Linked DNA regions of Mus musculus: regions 1, 2 and 3 are each linked to region 4. A link is a contact called in public promoter capture Hi-C data. All regions are on one chromosome and are shown on one strand. Each heading gives the region's core, a stretch centred on a gene start, on an enhancer-like site or on the middle of the called end of the contact. The rest is flanking DNA. Distances are from core to core; before and after follow the strand shown.

Evidence for each region. Promoter capture Hi-C pulls out the DNA fragments that hold promoters and counts their contacts.
Region 1: a contact with region 4 is called in a promoter capture Hi-C map of 3T3-L1-derived adipocytes, with 4 times the contacts expected there. The contact joins the promoter of Fam126b here to the promoter of Aox1 in region 4. A contact is called at or near these places in 2 of 39 promoter capture datasets (3T3-L1-derived adipocytes and pre-B cells) and 1 of 115 datasets of contacts at active chromatin or transcription factors (pancreatic cancer cells).
Region 2: a contact with region 4 is called in a promoter capture Hi-C map of embryonic stem cells, with 6 times the contacts expected there. The contact joins the promoter of Tyw5 here to the promoter of Aox1 in region 4. A contact is called at or near these places in 23 of 39 promoter capture datasets (3T3-L1-derived adipocytes, the C10 cell line, the HPC-7 cell line and 14 more), 2 of 15 datasets of contacts at CTCF or cohesin (the NIH/3T3 cell line and large pre-B cells), 10 of 484 Hi-C or Micro-C datasets (bone marrow-derived macrophages, cerebellar granule neurons, cortical neurons and 3 more), 44 of 115 datasets of contacts at active chromatin or transcription factors (the 230-238 cell line, DN3 thymocytes, the SCID.adh cell line and 28 more) and 4 of 9 other capture datasets (adipose tissue, liver, macrophages and 1 more).
Region 3: a contact with region 4 is called in a promoter capture Hi-C map of liver, with 3 times the contacts expected there. The contact joins the enhancer-like site here to the promoter of Aox1 in region 4. A contact is called at or near these places in 7 of 39 promoter capture datasets (the C10 cell line, the HPC-7 cell line, cranial neural crest and 4 more), 1 of 15 datasets of contacts at CTCF or cohesin (large pre-B cells) and 2 of 115 datasets of contacts at active chromatin or transcription factors (astrocytes and embryonic stem cells).

Annotation. Positions count from the first base shown.
Region 1 is chr1:58,584,887-58,587,633 of GRCm38.p6, reverse strand. It overlaps Fam126b (family with sequence similarity 126, member B), which reads left to right and starts at 1,301. Exons shown (of 13, transcript NM_001310598.1): 1 at 1,301-1,422. Ndufb3 (NADH:ubiquinone oxidoreductase subunit B3) reads right to left here and starts at 1,237. Exons shown (of 3, transcript NM_025597.3): 1 at 964-1,237.
Region 2 is chr1:57,405,409-57,408,108 of GRCm38.p6, reverse strand. Tyw5 (tRNA-yW synthesizing protein 5) reads left to right here and starts at 1,435. Exons shown (of 8, transcript NM_001037742.2): 1 at 1,435-1,725. The coding sequence starts at 1,648. It overlaps Maip1 (matrix AAA peptidase interacting protein 1), which reads right to left and starts at 1,843. Exons shown (of 5, transcript NM_001081181.3): 1 at 887-1,843. The coding sequence starts at 1,336.
Region 3 is chr1:57,338,144-57,340,894 of GRCm38.p6, reverse strand. No RefSeq gene overlaps it. Among named protein-coding and RNA genes, the nearest start is that of 4930558J18Rik, 38 kb to the left of the region's middle. Within about 2 kb of position 1,289, at least 2 of the 459 cell types and tissues checked have an H3K27ac peak or open chromatin away from gene starts, as enhancers often do. A contact at or near this core is called in liver, where this site is marked.
Region 4 is chr1:58,028,697-58,031,396 of GRCm38.p6, reverse strand. Aox1 (aldehyde oxidase 1) reads right to left here and starts at 1,428. Exons shown (of 35, transcript NM_009676.2): 1 at 1,339-1,428. The coding sequence starts at 1,380.

The DNA of each region.
Region 1 (2,747 bases), core at 52-2,551, 560 kb before region 4:
GGCTCCTATTTTTAAGAGTATTTCTTTAAAGTCATGTGTGGTGTGTGTGTGTGTGTGGATGTTCATGCAGAGGTCAGAGGGCAACCTAATCCAACTGGTTCTCTCCTCTTCCACAGAATGAGCGAGTTCTACTGCACTGAGGGCTCAACAACAGGAAATTATTTCACCTTTAGAACTGTCCGTTTAAGAACAGAAAAAAAAAAGGATTCAACCATGAATGAACACATAATTATGGAAAATTTAAATGCTATCTGCCTATGTCAGAAGTGAACTCAAAAGTTTGGTGATGATCAACCTTCACTAACGATGGCTTGTTCTATCTAGCACTGGGGAAATGTTGACTTGCTTTCCCTAAGGAAGAAGAATGTTACATCCATTACATATAATTTTACAGTTTATCAGGGATTTTCAAGGGTGTATCTCAAATTTCCCTCATTTAAAAACTGAGATGACCATTAAAATATGGGAAAATACAAATGAACTGCTATTACTTTAGTATCCAATCCTTAATCCTAGGATTATGCAGTAGTCTTGATTTTGTGACTTGCTCTTTTTCACTTAAGCACTGTGTCGTAAACACTTATATTTGGGAAACCGTACTTAAAATACAAGCTTGTGAAGCAACCGTTGCAATTATTTCTTCTAGTTTTAAGTATTTTCGGGTCTGAGCTGTTCTTTACCCTATTCAAATACAACCCAAAAAGCCAGGAGGCGAGGAGTACATTGCATCTGGTAGCGGCGGTTTAAAACATCTCTGGGATTTAACAACCATCGTAATTCTCAAGACATCCTTCATCCGCCTCAACACAGCCCAGCAAGAACCTTGCAGCGGCGCTCCCTAGCTAGATCCCGGATCTTCTCCCGGTCTTATCGGATCCCTTCAGCCCTCTCCACTTCTGCATTCCCTGGATAAAGTTTAGATTATGCGTAATCCAGAAGTCTCCCACCAGCTCCCTAAATTACCTGACAGCAATCTGACCTCCCGGGACACTCAATATTCAACCTTACAGCCGGAGACAACCGGAAACGGACGTTGTTTCCTCTAGTTTCTTACGACAGGAAAATGGGGGAGATGGTAAACGTTCCGGTACTGGCGCAAGGCTCCCAGACAACGTAGAGATGACATGAAGGAGCCTGGAAGTAGAGATTATTTCCCACACTTTGCAGCTGGAGTCTGCTTGAGGTAGAAGATATTGAGGAGAAGGACGATAAAGCCGTGTTTGTCTTGCTCCAGGACGGAATCTTTAGGCGGAGCACCGAGAGGCGGGCCAAAGTCATAGCGCAGCCAATGAGAGCGGTTGTTATTAAGCGCGTGGGCCCACTCAATGAGAAGGCTGGTTGTTATGCTGCAGTTGGCAGGCTGCTGCGGGAGGCGGTGGCGGTGGCGGTGGCGGTAGGAAGCCTGAGGCTGCGGGGTGACAGGTAGGCGGCGGTGCTGTCTTGGGGGGGTTGCGGGGGGGGGGGCGCACGGTGCCGGGTGAAGAGGAATTTCTCCTCCGGCTTCGGACGCCGTAGTCGGGAGCTGACGAAGGTGAAGTGGGAAGGCAGCAGGACTGTTGGATCCGAAGCCCTGCAGACCTGGGAGCAAGCTCGGGAGGGTCGTGAGGAGAAGGCGTCTGCCGAGGCGGCTTGGGGATGAGTGTTGTGGGGCAACTTGGGGCCCTAGCAAGGGCGTTAGGGTGTCGGTGGCGCGGGCTGAGGCGGGAAGGAGGCGGGAGCAAGACACAGGTAGTGAGGGCTGAAGGGATGTCTTGCAAGAAGCCTCAGGTAAGAGAAGGACGTGGTATTGCAGACACCTGCGTGAAATCCTAGGTGTTCTTAGGGCCGTTTGCTGGGATGGGGAGAGGTGCGGAGAAGAAAGATATTTATTGGTGGTCAGCTCTAGAAATTGGTGGTTGTACATTATGTAACCCATGGCAGTTATTTTTCCAAGTAACTCGACTGACCCTGGTAGAAGAAGAGCTCTGCAACCCATTGATGTATCTGAGCACTTTGTTCTTGTTGGCTCCAGCGTTCTCTCTACCGAGGCAGGGTCTGTAGGAGGAGGACAGCGTGAAGGCAAGAGTAGTCACGAAGCGCTTATCCCAAATATGGACTTTGGTTGCGAGACAACACGATGTTAGCTTTAGAGGAATGTTGTCAGATTCGTGTTTTGTAGTACAGGAATTTGCTTTGCGGCTTTAACCTTCAGAAAAGTGGAGAGCCTTTTAAATCTATAGACGAAGATAAATGTAGATTAGAAAATGAACAGTAAATTGGTAGACAACTCGCCCCCAGTGTTAAGGACTGTGAAAATAAGTTGGGAATCTTAGCAGAGGAGTGTCAACTTTTAAGTGATTTCCCTTGTTAAGTCTAGGAAGCTAGTTGTGAGTTATGCCTTAGGCTTAAAAAAATAAGTTCGTTGAATGTCATGGACATAGATAAAATTTATGTACAAATTTAAAACTATTTTGTTTTGAAAAGTCTTTTAAATCCACGGTTTGAATGGTGAAATACAGTCCTAAACAAATCCCTGTCGGCGAATATTGTGGAAGGGCACTTTTATAACTCATTGGAAAAATATCTTTAAAAAGTAGCACTATAAATTATTAAAATGTAAGAGGCCTGAGATGCTGCCGTCAAGTTAGACGATGAGGACAAATGTATCCAGGAAGTATATTGTCTTTCTGGGCTTGTTATTTAACTACATGTTAGAAAAACTTTCTAAGATGTAATCTTTTTCTACTATTGATCATTTATACATAAAT
Region 2 (2,700 bases), core at 186-2,685, 620 kb after region 4:
CTAGGAATTGGGGAAAATCTGAATAAGTCAGAAGTAAAATTAAAAATACCAGCATATAGTCAATGTTGTTAAATTATTATCCTGATGGTCTATTCCAGTATGAACTGGAGAATAAACTATGACTTCTACCTTTGTATTAATCAACAGTTTTGAAATGCTAGGGACTGACAACCTAAGAAAATGAAAGGAGATTTAAAAAGTCTTCCTGGAAAGAAAAGCATGTACACACAAACTGTGTCAATGATCTTGAGATTCAAAGTGACCATTGTTAAGGCAACATCACTTGCTATTCAGAAAGGTCACGATGGGCAAAGTCAGAGCTAGGAATCACCAGTGTGCTAGACCTGGACACTAAGTAGACCAGCAGCCTCAGCAAACTCTTATCCTTGACAGAATATATAGGTAGAGAATGCAGAAGGCAATTCAGATCTGTCAAACAGCTGGTAGGAAACTGCCTTTGTACCTGAAATGATATGTTATTACTTTGGCAGTGTTATCTTATTCCTCACCATAACTTACTCCATTCGATTTACTTAACAAATACTTATGAAGTGCCTACTATGTGTGCCAGGCACTGTCTTCTCTAATCTTCTAATTCTGGAAAAATCATACCCAAAGGATTAACTAATTTTAGAGTGGCACTGACAAACAGGCTTTGAACTTAGGCCTTCATCCTAGTTTCTTGAATGAACCCCTCCTCCCTGACGACCATGCGAACACACTTAGAAGCTTATTAAAGTCCTGAAGTGGCCGAAAGATTCAGTGTCTAGGTCACTACCATCGTTGGATACCACGGGTCGCAATGAAGAAACTTCATGGCTAAACACTTGATCACGGAAACGCTGAATGCACGAGGCAGAGAGGTCAGTTAGGGGAGCAAACAAACCTGCTTCGCCCCTTCAGAGAACTCAGCGATACTGAACTCTTTGTCGAAATAGGCCCAAATAAGGAAGGCGTAAATTCGAGTCCGGACCCAGTTGATGGGATTGGAAAATCCCAGAATGATCATTCTGGTTCTCTGGCGTTGCTGGGGCTGCTCCTCGGTGCTGTAGCTGCGGCTGGGACTAGCGGGTAAAGAAGCGAGGGCTGGAGGATGTTCTACCCGGCCGAGAAGGGATCTTCGGGAGCTCCAGGAACGCAACGCAGGGCTTGTCCAGGCCCGAGTGTAGCGAGGGATCGGAGCCGCGCTTGAGCCCAGGCGACGGCGGCACAGGCAGCAAATTTCAGTCAGCGTCAGCCTCACCTCGGTGCTACCGAGAGTCCGGAGTCGGGTGACCGGGCCGGGCAGCGGCCGGGAAAGCAGGGGCAGAGGTAGGAGACGGGCGGCCAGCGCCATGTTTGTGACCTTTCACCTCTGCATGCCTGTGCAGTACTGAAAGCAGGCCGGAGGGAAACCAGCTCGCCGGGGTTGGAGAAGTGGAGCCAAGGCCGCCTCGCTGCCGCCGCCTCGGGTGAGTCCTCTCATTTCGGCTGTGTTAGCCCTCAGCCCAGGCCGAAGCCCTCGGGCTCCCCGCCGTGCGCACTTCGAACCAGCCGCCGCCCTCTGGGGTCAGTCACCTACGCGGACCATTTCTTCCGGAGTAGTGTTTCCAGGGGAAATCACGCGTGGAAGAACTCGTCCAAATTCCCAGGCCTGTGAATTTCACCATGGCTGAGCAGCGTCTTCCGGTACCCCGGCTGCGGGGCGTCTCCCGGGAGCAGTTCATGGAGCATCTTTATCCACAGGTGAGGAGGCCCGCCGCGGAAAGGCAGGGGAGACACCCCGGTACCTTCTGGCGGCCCATCTGCTCTCCTGCAACCCAGAGATTGTTCGGGGGAAGAGAAGGCGCTCTGCTGTCAAGGGAGTGAGCGGAAGGGACCTGTAGCCCTGCTCGGGAATTCAAAGCCCCGGAGAGAAACGGCCCCACATTTTTGGGGAGCAGGATGACCGGAGAAAGCTGGGTGGCACGAAGCTCACTGAGAGGTCGCGCGTGTGGCTTTCTGACCTCACGTGCTCCCTTTCTATGGAGTTTTTCCTAAAGTCTAGTTCAGGATCCCTCGCCCTTCTCTTGCTTGGTCCTAACAGCCCCTGGAGTATTTCGAGATATTAGATTTTTGAAACTCGATATTTCAGTCTAATGAAGGATTGCAACAGGGAAACCAATGGAAATCGTCTCGTAGGTTTCCTCTGGTACAAGTCATTCCTTGATTTAAGCCAGAATCATAATTAAGGATTAAGCCCTTTAGTTTTGTTTTGTTGTTTTGTTTTTTCCGAGACAGGGTTTCACTGTATAGCTCTTGCTGTCCTGGAACTCACTCTGTAGACAAGGCTGGCCTCGAACTCATAAATCCGCCTGCCTCAGCCTCCGAAGTGCTGAGACTAAAGGCGTGCGCCACCACCGCCCGGCTCCCTTTAGTTTTTAAAGAAAGAAGTAGCAGAAAGCAGTTAGATTTAAGAAAAGAAAATAAGTTTGCTCTCAGGACTTTTCAAGAAAGTCCAAGTATCAGAATAACAGAGTAAGGATTCTGGCGATTATTCTAAGGGAAAAAGTCTCTGAAGTATATTAGTGGTAGTAAGATAGGATCTGTAGCTACAGCTACGCTATGCTGCTGGAGCAGCCTGAAGTGTTCCTTTGAGAAGACAGGATTACTGATGACCCTAGAAGAATTTCTAATTGAGTCAATATAAGGCAGAGTTTAAGTTTACTAAGAAGTTGTAGT
Region 3 (2,751 bases), core at 40-2,539, 690 kb after region 4:
ATGTCAGGAGAGGCTAAAACCTAGACTTGAAGCTAATGTTACTTCCTGAAGTCAAAAAGTGGTCCTGCCAACAGGAACCTGTCCACCACGGCCTTCAGAAAATACAAGTAAATCTGGCCTCCAGAATCGTCGAAACGATGCAACCACTGTGGATCCTTACAAAGGTGGTGAATCATACAGTAAGATCCAACGTTGCTGTTTGCATTTGAGGGCATGGAAAGAAATAACTATTCTCTGGGCCCATTTCAGGCAGAGGCTGTGAGATCAAGTTTGAGTGATTACAATGTTTACATTATAAAAGCTTCAGTGCATTAGAGCCTTGATTTGGAAAGAGCAGAACTAGAAGGTGCCCTCATCGATTTTCAAGTGAAATGAACATTTCCTCATGTGATGTATGTGGGAGAAAAAAATAGTATTAGGGCAAGTTAAAAACCTTAACTGATAGGTCTTCCTCCTCTGGTCATTAAGGAGGGGCAGGATTGCCTTGTTAGATCCCGAAACTATGTAAGACGCAGGGCTCAAATCATCTGTTGGCACTGACTATAGAATTCAAATACTGAAATTTAGCTCTGCTCCTCCTACCTGAAAGTACGGTTCATAGAATCTTAACCCATTAAGCCATAAGAGCTTAGAGTCCACCTCACCCCCATATTGTTAACGATAAAGGAACTGAGCTGCAGAAAGGCAGTGCCATTTGTTCCATGGTGCATGCTTGGTGAAAGGCTGGGACAGAGATGGCCCCTTGATGTCCAGTCTGAAGTTCCTTCCATAATACAACTTTGGGCCAACCAGGGACATCCCTAGATAACTCAAAGTCCCAAAGCAAGTTACTCACAGCTGTGACTGTCTTCTTACAGGGACAGTAAGACTTAAACAGAACCAGATCATCCTGTAGCCATTTTCAGTGACTATATCTGCTGTTTCAATGACACAGATGGAAGAAACAGCCAATAGCCTTATAACACAAAATGCCGTGTGGTCAGAGCAATGGGATGTTGGTCTTCGCGGGGAAGCACTGCTGTCAGTCTACATCCCTACTTATGAATTTAACAGTTCAAGGGGGTTGTGTTCTCTTCACATTATGAAGTTTCTCAATCTTCTGTGGGCTTTTCCAATATTTCTAGCACACGAGGAGGAAATTTTAGTTCTCCGTTATATCAGCGTATCCACAACAACTGTTCAAGCATCAAAAAGTACATCAGGGTGGCCTTCCCTGACGGAGCACCCTTGCTTCGTTCATGTACGGAGCAATAACTCACACAGTGTCACGTGATGACAACGACGGAGCTATGTGGTTATTTGACTTTCCTGAGGCCAAAGGAAAGCTGAACTGCAAGCCAAATGCTGAACTTTGACTGAACACCAAACTCCAGGTCAAATTTCTCAGTGTCCCTAATTCGGAGTTTAGAAGGACATTTCCAGGAGCAAAATTTGTGTTTTTTAAAACATACGTTCTCTATTCTCCTCTATTCACTTTCTGGGAAAAAAGAAGGAAAAAAAAAAGTGTTCTTTTAATCAGAAATTAGCAAATTCCTGTAAGATCCACAAGATGGCGCTAGGAAGTGGCATTTAGAAAAGAATTTTAAAAGCTGCTAGGAATAAATTTGGACAGGGTCACATAAGTATCACGTAACAACTGCCTACAGACATGCATGGTTTTAAAGGGCATTGTGAACCAGGTGAGTTTTTATAAACAGGCATATCTTCACTCTCCATGCTACTTTTAAATATCGGATCCATTATACTTTGCTTAATTTTAGTTTTGGCCTCATGTTTTCAGACTATTTTGTGAGAAAATGAAGAACTGAATTTGAATGTTGGCAAGGCTAGATCATAAAGGAAAAACTACTGGACTGAAGCAGACAAGTTTCTCATTCACATTATCTTCCCGAATCTCGGCATCTGGTCATCTTCCTGTCTATTGTAGGAGTTCTCATGCCCCTGGGGATATTGACTGATGTCTGAGGATATTTTTTCATTGTTGCAGGAAGCTGGGAGACTGAAGGAGCTGCAGCTTAGTGAGTAGTAATCGAGAAGCGGCTGATATTAATAAGGAACTATCCCATAGCAGTGTTTTAATAAAACAAAGTTAGAGGCTGGAGAGATGGCTCATTATTTAAGAACACTTGTTCTTGCAGAGGCCCTCGTTCAGGTTCCAGAACCCACAGGGTGGCTCACAACCGACAGAAACTTTCAGCTCCAGGAGCTCCAACACCCTCTTCTGACCCCCCCAGATTCCTGGAACATATACATGTTATAGAGATATACATACAGGCAAATACTCATACACATACATATACATGTTATAGAGATATACATACAGGCAAATACTCATACACACAACAAAGCTTTAAAAAGCAAAGACAAGGCTGAGGGATGTCACACATTCATCTACTGCCTTGTTGGTTCATTTACTCATCCACATATTCTCTTATGCTTACATTATCTTCTCTTTAGTCTACTAATTTATCATTTGCCCATGCAACCAGTTTTCAGTGTCACCATGACTCAAGACACTAAGAATAAGATAAAAATTGCCTCAATTTTACTCAGTCTGACAGGAGGAATGGTCCTTTATGAAATGATTTAGTAACAGGGTGTGATTGGTCCTCATTCCTAAGTGTAAGACATTCTGAGAACAGGAAAGCCATAGAAGAAATCACAGGGAAGAGTGTAGAATTTCAGAAGACTTTAGGCTGGGGCTTAAACATGGGGTAGAAGTGAAGCTATAGACTGAAATTTTGAGCAGAC
Region 4 (2,700 bases), core at 179-2,678:
ACCCCTCACCAGCAGGGGTCGCATCCTTTCTGTGGTTTGCTATATCCCATAAGCTTAAACATAGCTTAGTATCTGTTAGGATGTTCATGAAAACACACAATGGATATTCATGATTGCTCTTTTCGCAATAAGTAGTGTTGGCCTGTTAGTAGCCTTGGAGTCTGCCTCCAAGAGGCAGTGAGGCTCCAGTGAGCGGCAATGGATTCCGTTCGTTTAGTAAGGACAGAATACACTCCAGCTTTTTCTGTTATGCAAAAGGAAACGGAAGGAACAGGGCAGCCATTTCACCCATTATTCTAGTTCACCTTCATGGTAGTCCTGTGGGGAGATGGGGGGACAGCTAATGGGTTTCATCTATTTAAGGATCCATCTATCCCGCTTCAGGGCCATGAAGCAGGGACTCATAAAGGTTTTTTTTTTTTTTAAATGGGGGCTTCTATGATTTGGGAGACCCTGTTCTTCAAGGAAGAAAACACATTACAAAACTACAGCAGTGTGACTCAACTTCATAGCCTCCGAAGAGTCCTCACACAGGAAAGGTCTGGTTGGCGCTAAACCTTCCTTGGCTTCCAGTTGGTCAGCCAGTGCCAGCTAGAACAAGGGCTCTGGCTGTCCCTAGCCAGACACAGGGAACACAGCGGGATCCAAAGGGCGGAACTGACATTGTGGACAGCAGCTCTCCACCCCCCACTCAAAGTGCTATCAGTTTACACAGAGAACACTCCAGATGAGCTGGGCCACTGCCCAGACGGCTGCTTTAAACGATGCCCAGAGGCTTTGCTGTCCCCAAGCAACAGGATTTGCCTGGAGCCGCCATAAAAGTCTTCAGAGCCAAGGCACACACACAAATAAAACAAAATGCCACACTCGGCAGGAGCCCCTGATTCTGGCAAGCTGTGCTGTGCCAGGAACTTGCTTTGGCTTCACCAAGTTGAAAAATCACAGAGTAGCTAGAACCAGTGCACCTCTGTGGCCCTGTTAAAGCTGGGTATTGCTCACCCAGACAAGCAGAGACTTGAGGCTACTTATTTAATTGTGCTGGAAGATCTTATCAGCCGGAGGCTTTAAGGGAGGGAAGGTCTGGATGCTCCCCGTCCGGAAGGGAGAGGCCCTGGGATTCAGACATTCTGAAATTCTTAGTCTTCCATGCGCTGGTCGTGATGCGAAAGGTCTGAAAAATAATCTGATCTCCTTTGAGTTTTATAATGCAGATTCCTATGCTGAGGACCCAATGAGACCCCATGCTAAGGTTTCAGCGAAAGCAGGGCGCAGGCTGGGATAGGGCCCAGAACTGGGGTCCGGGGTGGTGCAGGAGTCTGCCTACCCGCGGGCTCTCACCTTCTGGCCATTCACGTAGAAGAGCAGCTGAATGGGGTCCATGACTCCGAGGTCCCTAGCAGGTCCCTAGCAGCGCCAGTCCTTGCAGAGAATAAATTGCCCGAGGCTACAGGGCGGGGCTTGTCTGTGCTTCTAAGTCTCCACCCTCCCAGAAAGTTTTGGAAGAGCCAATGCTGCAGAGGTCCTAAAGGGAAAACTCTCCTGACACTACAGAGTGTGCCAGCGTGGGAGACAAGCTGAAATCTTTGGGTTTTGGCATCGATGGGAGAGAGGGGTAGCTGGGCGGCCAGCCTCAGGAAGTCCTGAGTCATTGCTCTAGTATCTGTGCCAATGCTTGCTTATTGAAGTGGTTTCCAGAATCCTCTCGTTTGTTTAGGGGGAAGGCAGCCTGGCTGTACTGCTGAGTCACTTCCCAAGAGTCCTGCGCCCTTAACCTCACTTTTTGGCTTTCTTTATATTTTAGAATCCACTTTATAAAACCTGGCAAGTCTCAAATGAGACCAAATTATTTTCCAGGCCTTAGTATATCTCCCTAGGTTATTTTATTCATGCAATACAACATCCCCACCCCTCAATACCCATTCACACAGGGTTTCTCTGGGTAACAGCCTGGCTGTCTTGGAACTCTTCTTTGTAGACCAGGCTGGCCTCGAAATCACAGATCTCCACCTGCCTCTGCCCCTTGAGTGCTGAGATTAAAGGTATGCACCACTACACAACATTTTTATTGTGAAAACTTCCCGTTTGTAGGTAGAGGAGAAGAAACCACATCTCAGCAATTCCAGGAGTGGTTAACAGTAAGTGGCTAACACCTCCTTGCTTCCCAAGGATCTTAAGCACATTTCAGACAGTGTTTTACCAGTAGACAGAAAACGTGTGTGTATGTGTGTGTGTGTGTGTGTGTGTGTGTGTGTGTGTGTGTGTGTGTGTGTGTGTAAGCATCACTATAAAGCTATGGCTAGTTTGGAATTTACTGGCTTTGAACTGACAGCTTCTATCAGCTTCTGCCTCTTCCTGAGTGCTGGAATCAAAGGTGTGTGTGAGCCTCCATATCTGTCAAACATTTTCTTTTTTGAAAAATACTTTATGTTTGACAGGATCTGGGGAAATGGCTCAGAGGTTAAGAGCTTCCAGGACCCAGGACTAGAACAAACCTGTTTTCTTTATAAAGTATCCAGTTTGGGGCATTCTGCTTTAGCAATAGTGAAGAGATTAAAAGATTAGATGAACAGATTAAAAGCTAGAATTCTTTTACTCTCCTGATGCCAATAATCTCCATTCTAAAATCTTACTAACTAGAGATGGCTCAGTGGCTCAGAGCATTTGTTTCTAACAGATTCAATTCCTAACATTCACAGTCTT